Regions from separate parts of the Drosophila melanogaster genome. Here all the other regions are linked to region 2. The links are chromatin contacts, called in public Hi-C maps. All regions are on one chromosome and are shown on one strand. Each heading gives the region's core, a stretch centred on a gene start, on an enhancer-like site or on the middle of the called end of the contact. The rest is flanking DNA. Distances are from core to core; before and after follow the strand shown.

Region 1 (3,513 bases), core at 365-2,864, 260 kb before region 2:
ATTGTAAATTGAATTCTTCCCTTCTTATTCAGCAGATTGCCATAGAAAGATTTCTGGGGGAAAGTCTTGTTGATAGGGAAAAATAATTCGGACAAAACTATTATAGCTTATCTTGTATGTACATATGTACTTAAGATATACCTATGTACTCTTTATTGGGATTATTATTTGTTATTATTTTATTATAGTTATCGTTGGCAAACAGCTGTATAAGCAATAATTTCCTTAGCTATATCACAATATTTCACGAAGTTATGATGAAAGTTATGATCAGTTGGAATATCTGTTTTTGAACTGATTATTATTTGTTATTATTTTATTGAAGGTATATATTGGCAAATAGCTGTATAGGCCATAATTTCATTAGATATCTGTTCAATCTGTTCAAATATCTATTTTTGACAAAAGTTAGTTTCCCGTTTTTTTTTTTAGCAAAAAAACACATGTTTTGCCATAACATAAATGGGAAAATTTAGAAATTTTAATTTTTTGCAATTTTTGTTACCTCTTACAAAAAACAAACAAAAACTTACCAAAAAATCAATACATGAAAATCCTGAAAAAAGTGATCCAAATCTTTAGAAGTGGTAATTAGCTACATAAAACAGTTATTTATTAACCAATGTGCGCATTTTAAGCCAAGTTATGAAGAAAATAGCAGTAGTAAAAATCGAATTCTTGGCTTTTCGGATTTTTTGGCCAAAACTAATCAGTTTTTTAGCCATAACATTCAAAATATTCGTCCAAATATGGAGTGGCATACCTCGTTGAGTTCGCAATTCAATTCCCTATCGAATTGCATTCAAATTTGGGAATTTTAATTTTTTCCAATTTTTAGCAATTTTTTATGATGATACCCCTTACAAAAAATGGAAAAATTCACCAAAAAATAAATTTTTCCAAACTTTTCAAAAAATGATAGGGATGATTAGAATGGCCAAAAAGGAGCATAAAATGGTAATCTTTTTTGCTGTGTGACCATTTTTAGTCAAGTTATACTCAAAAAAGTGAACTTTAATATTGAATTTTTTGCCTAAAATCGTTTCTCTGATTTTTGTGAAAGACATAATCGTTGTTTTGATAAAAAATATTTAAGATAATAGCCCAAATATGAAATGTAATACCTCGTTGAGTTCGTATTTCCAATCGAACTGCATTCAAAAACAGGAATTGTAATTTTTAGCCAATTTTTGGCAAATTTTGATGAAATCTACCCCTTAAAAAAATGTAAAAAAATTACCCAAAGTGTTTATTTTCTAAATCTAAAGCATTGGTAAAAATCTATATAAAACTGTCATTATTTTCGTCGTATGATCATTATTAGCCAATTTATGATAAATAAAACACCATATATCCCATCGATTTATATTTCCTTTTAACGGTAATCAAGGAAACTCCGACCGCCCAACGGGTAACATCTGCTTAAGGAAAGGGCATTCGATGGCCGACCAGATGGGTGACAGTATTCCCACACATCTTATCCGTTTGTCCCGTTCTCGCTGGGCGCGAACGTGAAATACAGCACAGATATGAATTGAATTGCACACATGGTGACATACCACCGAGTATCGCTATCGCCCACCGCACATGTCAGCTGCTCAGTTTAGTTTAGTTTAGTTGAGTTTAGTTGAGTTGAGTCGGAGAACGAGCGTTATGAAATTCCGTGATATGGTGCTCTGGTAATACCCATGCCCATACCCATGCCCCAGAACCATAACCAGAGCCAGAGGCACACTCATAACCGAGGCGAGCCGATAGACGAAGTCCGGCGGCGGAGGCGACCAGATGATTGCCGTATGTGCATACTATATGGGTAGTCCGTAGTCCGCTGTTCGGGCACATTCAACAATTGCCGGCGATGGCGGACGGACGCATAGTGGAAAACGGCAGAGGAGGAGGCGGTGAAGGAGTAGCAGCAGCACCATCGCCCAGATACGCGATCCTCGACTGTGATGGGGGTAGCGACGATGCCTGGGCACTGCTCCTGCTTCTGCATGCGGCTAAGAGCCATGGGATTCATCTGCTGGCCATCACCACAATGGGATGCGGCAATACCAGCAGGGAGAATGCGGCACGCAATATGCGACGGATTCTGGATGCCTGCAAGCGCACAGATGTAAATATAAATAAACTCAAGTGCACAGAGAGAAAAATTCGATATTCGATTCGCAAGTGATTTGTGGTTTTTATTTTAAAATAACATAATATTGCCTAGAAATCTCAATATCAGGTGTGTAAATGTTTTTTTTTTTTGAATTCTTTGTGACAAACCACATATTAGTTCTTGCCTACTTAATATATTTAAAACTTTACAATCAAAAACGCAAGCCAATACAATGTGAACATCTTTTGTTTAAGTGTCGTGTGTGCAAATATTTAAACAAATCAGTATTGTACAAATATTTATTTATGAACATGTGCGAATTGGATTATATATTTTTTTTTTAAGAATTAAAAACAACGCCACATTAGCTTATATAAAAATAATAATTAGCATTGCTTGGCGTTTAATATTACGTGACATTTTTAACGTTTTTCTTGTTCCGATTGCTTAAAATGTTGATTTCACACCGTTGGGAAATTCCAAAACGCCATTCATTGTCGCAAAAACTATTCGAATATTTGAATAGAAATATTTTTGAATTTTTCTTTCTTTTTGAAATTATTTCGCTTTTTGCATTTGCATTTGACCATTGTTTATCAATTCCAGATTCCCATATACCTGGGCGCCGTAGATGCCCTCATTCCCTCTCTGGAGGATGAAAAAAAGTATTTCCATGGCCGCGACGGATTCGGTGACTGTCTCACCGACGACTGCGCTCTTCAGTTGGAGGACATCGTGCAGGCGGAGCACGCAGTGACAGCCATCCATGATCTCTGCCGTTCCAGGCCCAAACAGATCACCATATTTGCCGTGGGCCCGCTGACGAATCTTGCCCTGGGCTATACGATGTACGGTCCGGAGTTTGGGAATAACTTTCGTGATCTGTTCATTATGGGCGGCAACTATCAGGGCGTGGGCAACTCCTCGCGTTCGGCGGAGTTCAACTTTCACTCGGATCCGGAGGCGGCGCACACGGTGCTGCTGAGGACACGCTGTCCCATCACCATACTGCCGTGGGAGGCCTGCCTCCCGGAGAGATTCAATATACACATTGTGAGTTAAACATATCCTGGGTTCTGTTTCGGGCTCTAGCATTTCCCCAGCAGTTGAAATACTCTATGGTATTCCCGAACCTAATCCCTCTTCTTCTGCAGAACTGGCGCCTGAAGGATTTCGCCGCAAGGGCCAAGGAAGCCGGACATCCAGCAATTACCATGCTCAACCAGGTGGAAGCCGCCCAGTGGCTGCCAATGATCGAGCAGTACGGGATCGATACGTGGAATCCATGCGATGCCATTGCCGTGGCCGTTTGGCTATTCGAGGATCACTTGATCCGGAGGCACAACACCTGGCACGCCACCGTGGATCTGCGGGGCACCCACACTCGCGGCCAGATGGTTCTCGATCAT
Region 2 (3,570 bases), core at 295-2,794:
CCGAACCCCGACCCCGACCCCCGCCAAGTCGACTTCTCCAACCGAACACTTTCGCATTAATTTTCAAATAGTTAACATTCAGATATCCGGGGGCAATTGCTTGTGAGGTAATTTAATTAATGCGAATTTCAATCGGGCAAGCATTCTGCTGTACTTAGTGTCAATGGATTTATTTCACTTGTTGTTGCAAAAACATTTATGATTTATTTTGCTTTAAAATTAAAGCGACTTGCATTTGGCAAAAAAGTTATAAAAGTCTTATAAATATATTTGAGCATCTCAAAAGTCCACCTACTTTCCTCTTCCTCTCCTCAAGCCACTCAAATCAGCTCAAGAGGCGGTAAGTTGTCCCTGAAGCTGTTGGCCCAAAGTCTGCTGGCCATAATCGAAACTGTAAACTCGTTGGCACTCGTATGTGTTTATTGCATGTCCAGGGGGCCAAATTGGCCAAGGGGCAAGAGGGCAAGGGGGCAGGGGAGCCAGCGGGGGCGAGGGCGGTGTAGATGGGTCAAGAGGTCAGGCTGCTGGCAATTACATTTGACTTGTTGTTCCTGCTGCCCATTGCACTCAAATCATTCTGAGTACTTTCTATTTGAGCAATTTAAACATTTTAAGGAATATACTGTAAAGTATTGTTTTTTTTAATCAATTTAAACAATTGTAATATACATTTTTGTTGACAGACAAAGTTACTCAACTCGTGATAAAAAATAACTCAACAGATATAGATTCAATTTGAAACTAGTGACAATTTCTGCCAGTACACTCCAATCGCCTCCAATCGTAGAGAAGCGCCAGAGATCGGGATCCCTGTTGTCCAAAGGGTAAAGGCTAATTCAATTGCTTAGGCGCTCAATGAACAGAACCAACAATCCGTCTGGCAAATTGCTTAATGCTCCAAGTCACGTGTTCGCCCGCTCACCATATTGCCACCGCTTTGTGCGGTTAATTTGCCACATCGACGTCCGCCACAAATGCACACTGCACCCTCCCCCCCCCCCCCTAACGAAAACCCCGAGATTTGCATGCCCCACTTACCCGTGGCTTTTGCCACATTCCTCCCATCGCTTCCACTGGCCAACAGAGATTGCCGCCGGCAGATACGACCGCCCACAGAGATGGAGTGATTTTTTGTTGGTCTGGTGTGGCTACCCAGTCGATCTGATGGCGAATTTTTAATAACCGAAAAGCGCTCCTCAAATGCCAGAAAAAAAAACCGAACAACAATGCGTATGCAATTGTGTTTTTCACATTAAATCCAACTCAATAGATTATGAATAAATAAAGAATTTTGCGAAACGATACGAAATTTAGTTGAGCAAGTAGTACATAAAAGTTGCTTTTATTCGATAACATTTTAATAATTTAAAAGTTTTGTTATTTAATTTCCAAAATAGGAATATTTTTACAAAATGAATACAATAAATGTTTGAATGAATAATCAAAATGCGCGCCAAGTGGCCAAGCAGTTTGGACTTGCGCCTTTACTGCATGTTAGTAACAGGCAAGCAGTTAACTGCACAATATGATGTATTTTAGTACACAACTTGGAAAGCACTAAGGATAACATTTTAGTACAGCTCTCAGCTACTGTACGCTTTGTGAAGTAAGCAGTTTTACGTGCAAGCAGTTTTCTTATTGGAATGACATACATAACTAGCATACCATCTCTTTTCTTTCCATGTTAATTATTTTATATTTCTTGCTACCAAAATCACAATAAAATGAGAATTTCACAACATTTTATGTTGTTTTATTTATTGTTTGTCAGCTAATAAATGTCGATGAAAATAATAATGAAAATGCGAATTTATTAGAAATTTTAGACAATTTTAAGAAACAAAAAGTATTGTGAATTTTTCCACTTACATCTTACGCCATTTCATTAACTGTACAATTTGGCTGCCCCCACTTAAAACGCTACCCACTACGAGGGGTAGATCGCATCCTAGGGGTCGAATGTGCTTAACTAAATTCGTATCTAAAGTTAAAGTTCTAGTTCCGTGTGGGATTTGGTTCAGGTTCGATTTCTGGTGCCGCAGAAGAACACAATTTCTTGATTTTCTAATCGTTTTCCGCCGGCTTCTTGTAGACGGGCCCCTTTTGCCGCATGTACTGATTGATGAAGTCGTAGGACTTGTGCTTCACAGACTCCGTGCAGGACAGGGGATTCCCGCTGACCTCGCAATACCGCATCTCCTTGGTGGTAATATGATAGCTTAGCTGTTCGGGGAAAGAGAGTCGAGATAAAGGAAATGCGCAGCAAGAAACGAATGTTCACAACTCACCCTATTAACCAGGAACTTGTAGTCCTCATCGCTGGTGATCCGACCCAGCGTGCAGCTCTCCTTGCGATACGGACGCAGGAAATTGGCCACATGCCCGCTTATCTCAAAGCGGAACTTCTCGTGGGCCTCGCGTGCACTGGTTGCGGTCAGGGGACTCTGGGAACTGATAGCACACAGGTAATTAGAATAAGCCCAACAGTATAGCAATCAACCAAACGCAAACTCACCTCTTGACCTTCTTGCTCCTCTGTTCCTGGCGATGCTTCTTCACCGTAACACTCGGTGGCATTGGTAGCTTACGTTTGCCAACCGTCCCCAATCCAGTCGGCTGGGCCACTGCCTTGCCCAGAGCCGCCATGGCGGCATGACTGGTGCTCGGTGCCATGTTCAGTGAATCCTGCTCCTCCTCAGCGGCGGGCTGTTCGATCGCTGCGACTTTAGTTTCTTCCTCGTCGGAAGAGAACAAGTAGGGCTGAATAGGTAGTGCCTTGCCAGGAACAGGAATTTCGTCAACCGCATCCGGTAGGACCTCGATTTTGCGTCGTCGGTAGAGCTCCTTGCGTCGCCGGATCTTCTCCTTGTTCTCCTTGTACTTCCGGGACTCCAACTGATTGTACAAACGATCCTCATCCCGTCGTGGACTAATCAGTCGGATGGAGACCAGTTTACTGCGACGCAGATCACGTCGCTCCCGCACCTTGGCCTCAATATACTGTGCCAGGGACTTGGCACTGAGCGAGCCCACGTAGTCCGTGTCGACCTGAATGAGCTCGTTTTCCAGGACCGCGGGATCGATTTGAAGCTCATGCAGCGGCTGCTGCGTGGTATTCTCCTCCAGCAGCGTCTGAAGGCGCTGTTCCGGACTGGGTGGCTCCCATTGCGATATGCGCTCTCGCAGATTGTAGTAGTAGATGTCACCGTCGCTCGTCACCTGCCAGTTCCAAGCGGGCGGCAGGGGATCCACTCCAGGCGGCAGTTTATACTCGACGTCAGTTGCACCCTGGCCAACATCGATATCGGGTGATAGCAGCGCCTTCGTCAACAGTTCTGTGCGCGGCGGTGCCGGTACGGGCACGTCGTCGCTGTTGAACCACTCGTTAGTATCCGTTTTTTGATAGAAGGGCAACTGCTTGGGATCCGTGTTGATATCAGCGCCAAAGAACTCGCAGCGCAGCTCGTGCTCGAGCCGGTCCTCGGTGCACACGCGCCTCTCAGCCTCATCCAGAGCCACCTTCCTCTCAAACAGACTGCGCCGGAGCTCCTTGGACAGCGTACGCCTTTG
Region 3 (3,080 bases), core at 370-2,869, 450 kb after region 2:
TTAATGTGGTTGTGGAAGAATCTGTTGAAGATGTTGTGGAAGGTTCCGAAGTCGTTGTTTTCGAAATCAGGGTTGTTGTTACTGTAGACGATTCGGCAAGAGTGGTGGGAACGGTCGTAGTTGTCGTAGAAGATTCTGTTGTTGTTGGATCTTTTGTAGTTGTTGTGGAAGAAACCGTCGTGGTCGTTGAAGGTTCTGTTGTTACGGTCGTTGTTGTTGTAGATGAGGAACTTCTGTTGGTTGTCGTTGAAGGTTCGGTTGTAGAACTTGTTGTTGATGGGTCCGTTGATGTTTGTGATTTTGTTGTTGTTAAGAGGGTCGTTGTTGTCGTTAGATCTGTATTTGTAACACGTTCTGTGGTTGTAGTAGACTCTGTGGTTGTTGTTGGTTCTGTGGTTGTTGTGGGCTCTGTGGTTGTTGTTGGTTCTGTTGTTGTTGTGTTCTCTGTGGTTGTTGTTGGTTCTGTGGTTGTTGTGGGCTCTGTGGTTGTTGTTGGTTCTGTCGTTGTTGTGTTCTCTGTGGTTGTTGTTGGTTCTGTGGTTGTTGTGGGCTCTGTGGTTGTTGTGGGCTCTGCGGTTGTTGTTGGCTCTGTAGTATTAGATTGTTCAGTGATTGTGCTAGCTGAATCTGCAATTGTGGTTGTTGTAGATTCAGTTGTTCTTGCTGGTTCTGTTGATGTCGTGAGTTCGGTGGTTGTTGTTAATATTTCTGTAGATGTTGATGGTGATGTAGTTTTAGTAGTTGTTGTTTGCTCTGTAGATGTTGTTGTTCCTTCCGTAGTTGTTGTTGTGGAAGCTTCAGTGCTTGTTGTTGTTGTAAATGCCGCATTTGTTGATGTTGATGGTTCAATTGTAGTCGTCGTTGTAGATGCCTCCGTTGTTGTGGTAGTGGTGACAGGAGCTTTTGTGGCGGTCGTAGTTCTTCCGTAACATGGCTTTGTTATTTCGGGCCGTCTTGTTGGATAGTACCAATAAGGAGGTCTATAACTGACGGGGGGACTTCTAGGTGGTGCTTGGGGCCGTTTAAATGCCCATACCGGATAAGGAAGTTCATAGTCTTGAACTGGCCCATAAGAATCTGATGACGGATATGCGTCGTAATGTTCAATATTTTTCGGATTTTGGGTAAAACTGGGTCTTGGAATAGGCGATGAATAGGCCGAAGGCTGCGATTGAGCCACTAACAAGCTCCGGTGATTGAAATAGTAGCCAACATCAACAAGCTTCGTCCGTGGAGGCGACGGTTGGCAATAAATCGGTTCTGTCAATTCGAATACTATGTGAACAAAATAAACAACACATTATTTAACAATGATTTTATAGTCTTATTATATAATTATAAGTCATGGTATTTAAACTGCTATAATACTTACACTCTTGTCCACTGAATATCATCTTCAGGTTGTAGTCGTTAAAGTCACAAATGCTCTCAAAGCTGCGATAACAATGTCCACTTTTGCCACAGACTCGGGGACCACAGGGTCGTTGGTTGTATCTCGGAATGTTTCCGGGATCTGGAAATCTCAGGTAATCATCCCCATGTCCTTGAGACAAGGTCAAAGCTGTAAGCAGGACAGTAAAGGCAAACGCTCTCAACATTGTAAAGGTCGGTGTGTAACTGATGACTTCACCTTACCCTTCGACAACTATTTATACGACCGACTTGTTCTTCTCAAAGGTAAATCTCTGGAGAAACAACAATGACTACAAACAACAGCCGCAGACGGCGTCTGTCTATCGGAACTATACGTGCCAGACCAACATTTCCATTGTAACCACTAGAAATTCAAACAAAAAAGGTATATATAAATAACACCTTCTCGAATTTTCTTTCTTTGGTCTCGTCTCAGTTGCCTGGCCGTGGTTCAGATATAGAGTCCCCCATATTTTTTGAATCGGAGTACAACGAAACAATTTTAAATCGAAACCCCCGCAATCTAAAGTAAAAAGCACTGCTTGTCACAATGCTTTAGCAATTTGCACTGCTTATGCCAAAAGCTCTGGAAGCAGTGCAGCAAACGTTCTTGGTTGAAAAACTTGATAAAACCTTTCACCGTGGTTTTTGGAATAATTTTGTGGTTTGAGATTTTATATTTTTTGCCAGCACAACGTGCTGTTGCTACTTAAACAAGCCATTTTCAAAAGACCAAAAAAAAACTTTACTTTACTTATGTATAACAGTTTTCGGCAAGCAGTGGGACGAGAACTGCTTGCCCATTTGAATCCTTCGCGTCGGTTTTCCTAGCATCGTTGTGAATTTTTTTATTCACTTGCCAACCGGTTGCTGTGGCGAACACAACGGTCGCGGGATTCGAAGTCCGTTCTCAATTTTTTTTTGTTAGTTTCAAGTGTTGTGAATTTTAGCGCGTTACTCGGCAATTTGATCGTTTTTAGGATTCGGCAGTCAAGACGCCAACATCGAGTCGTAAACTTCGATCGAAACATATTAGTACGTGAGGCACCCCGCCGTCGAGGTAAACAGAGAACATTAAATTACATTTAATTGCACGCTTCATTCGGCAAATTTCCTTAATTCGTGTGGCTTTTCGCTGTGTGAGTATTGTTTATTTTACGCGATACACATATTGCTCATACGCCATGGGTTCCGGAGGAAAACAATCATCCTGTCATGTCCAAAAAATCTCACGCAAATACAACCGCGTGCGCACACACACATTAGAAGCGTATTTATTTTGGGTTGAAATAAAAACAGAATATAAAAAGAAGACGGTCACTGCAACTAAATGATTTATTCAGGAATCGCATAAATGTATGCCCCACTCGTGTCCTTTTTTTTTTATGTCAAAGGCATTCCGCCTGGGGATTTATCAATCTGGTGGGCAATCCTTTGCCATGCTCTAAAATAGTCCCCTTTTTCATTTCGCATTGCGCATCCGCCGCGTTGGCCGTTTCGTTTGCCTGCTGATTTCATGGTGCGGTTTCTGATTCAATTAGCAGTGCGCAGGATAGCATCCTTGTGTCACACACAAACACGTGTGTGTGTGTGTGTTTGTGTTTATGCACAAGTATTTGTTACTGCCAGGCTTAAGGCTAAGACCCAAGACAAATTCGCCCATGACT

Evidence for each region. Hi-C and Micro-C count contacts between places; a contact is called where the count stands out from the background.
Region 1: a Hi-C map of the Kc167 cell line shows a contact between it and region 2, with 6 times the contacts expected there. The contact joins the promoter of CG12177 here to the enhancer-like site in region 2. A contact is called at or near these places in 6 of 107 Hi-C or Micro-C datasets (the Kc167 cell line, the S2 cell line, pupal leg imaginal disc and 1 more).
Region 3: a contact with region 2 is called in a Hi-C map of the Kc167 cell line, with 2.9 times the contacts expected there. The contact joins the promoter of Mur11Da here to the enhancer-like site in region 2. A contact is called at or near these places in 8 of 107 Hi-C or Micro-C datasets (the Kc167 cell line, the S2 cell line, cellular blastoderm embryo and 3 more).

What each region holds. Positions count from the first base shown.
Region 1 is chrX:13,678,499-13,682,011 of dm6, reverse strand. CG12177 reads left to right here and starts at 1,614. Exons shown (of 3, transcript NM_132683.2): 1 at 1,614-2,116; 2 at 2,711-3,157; 3 at 3,259-3,513. The coding sequence starts at 1,859.
Region 2 is chrX:13,419,250-13,422,819 of dm6, reverse strand. It overlaps Set2 (SET domain containing 2), which reads right to left. Exons shown (of 4, transcript NM_132660.4): 2 at 2,516-3,570; 3 at 2,289-2,451; 4 at 1,796-2,223. The coding sequence ends at 2,065. Among named protein-coding and RNA genes, the nearest start is that of Set2, 7.8 kb to the right of the region's middle. Within about 2 kb of position 1,544, at least 33 of the 39 cell types and tissues checked have an H3K27ac peak or open chromatin away from gene starts, as enhancers often do. A contact at or near this core is called in the Kc167 cell line, the S2 cell line, cellular blastoderm embryo and 4 more, where this site is marked.
Region 3 is chrX:12,966,427-12,969,506 of dm6, reverse strand. It overlaps Mur11Da (Mucin related 11Da), which reads right to left and starts at 1,619. Exons shown (of 3, transcript NM_167344.5): 1 at 1,373-1,619; 2 at 1-1,275. The coding sequence starts at 1,598.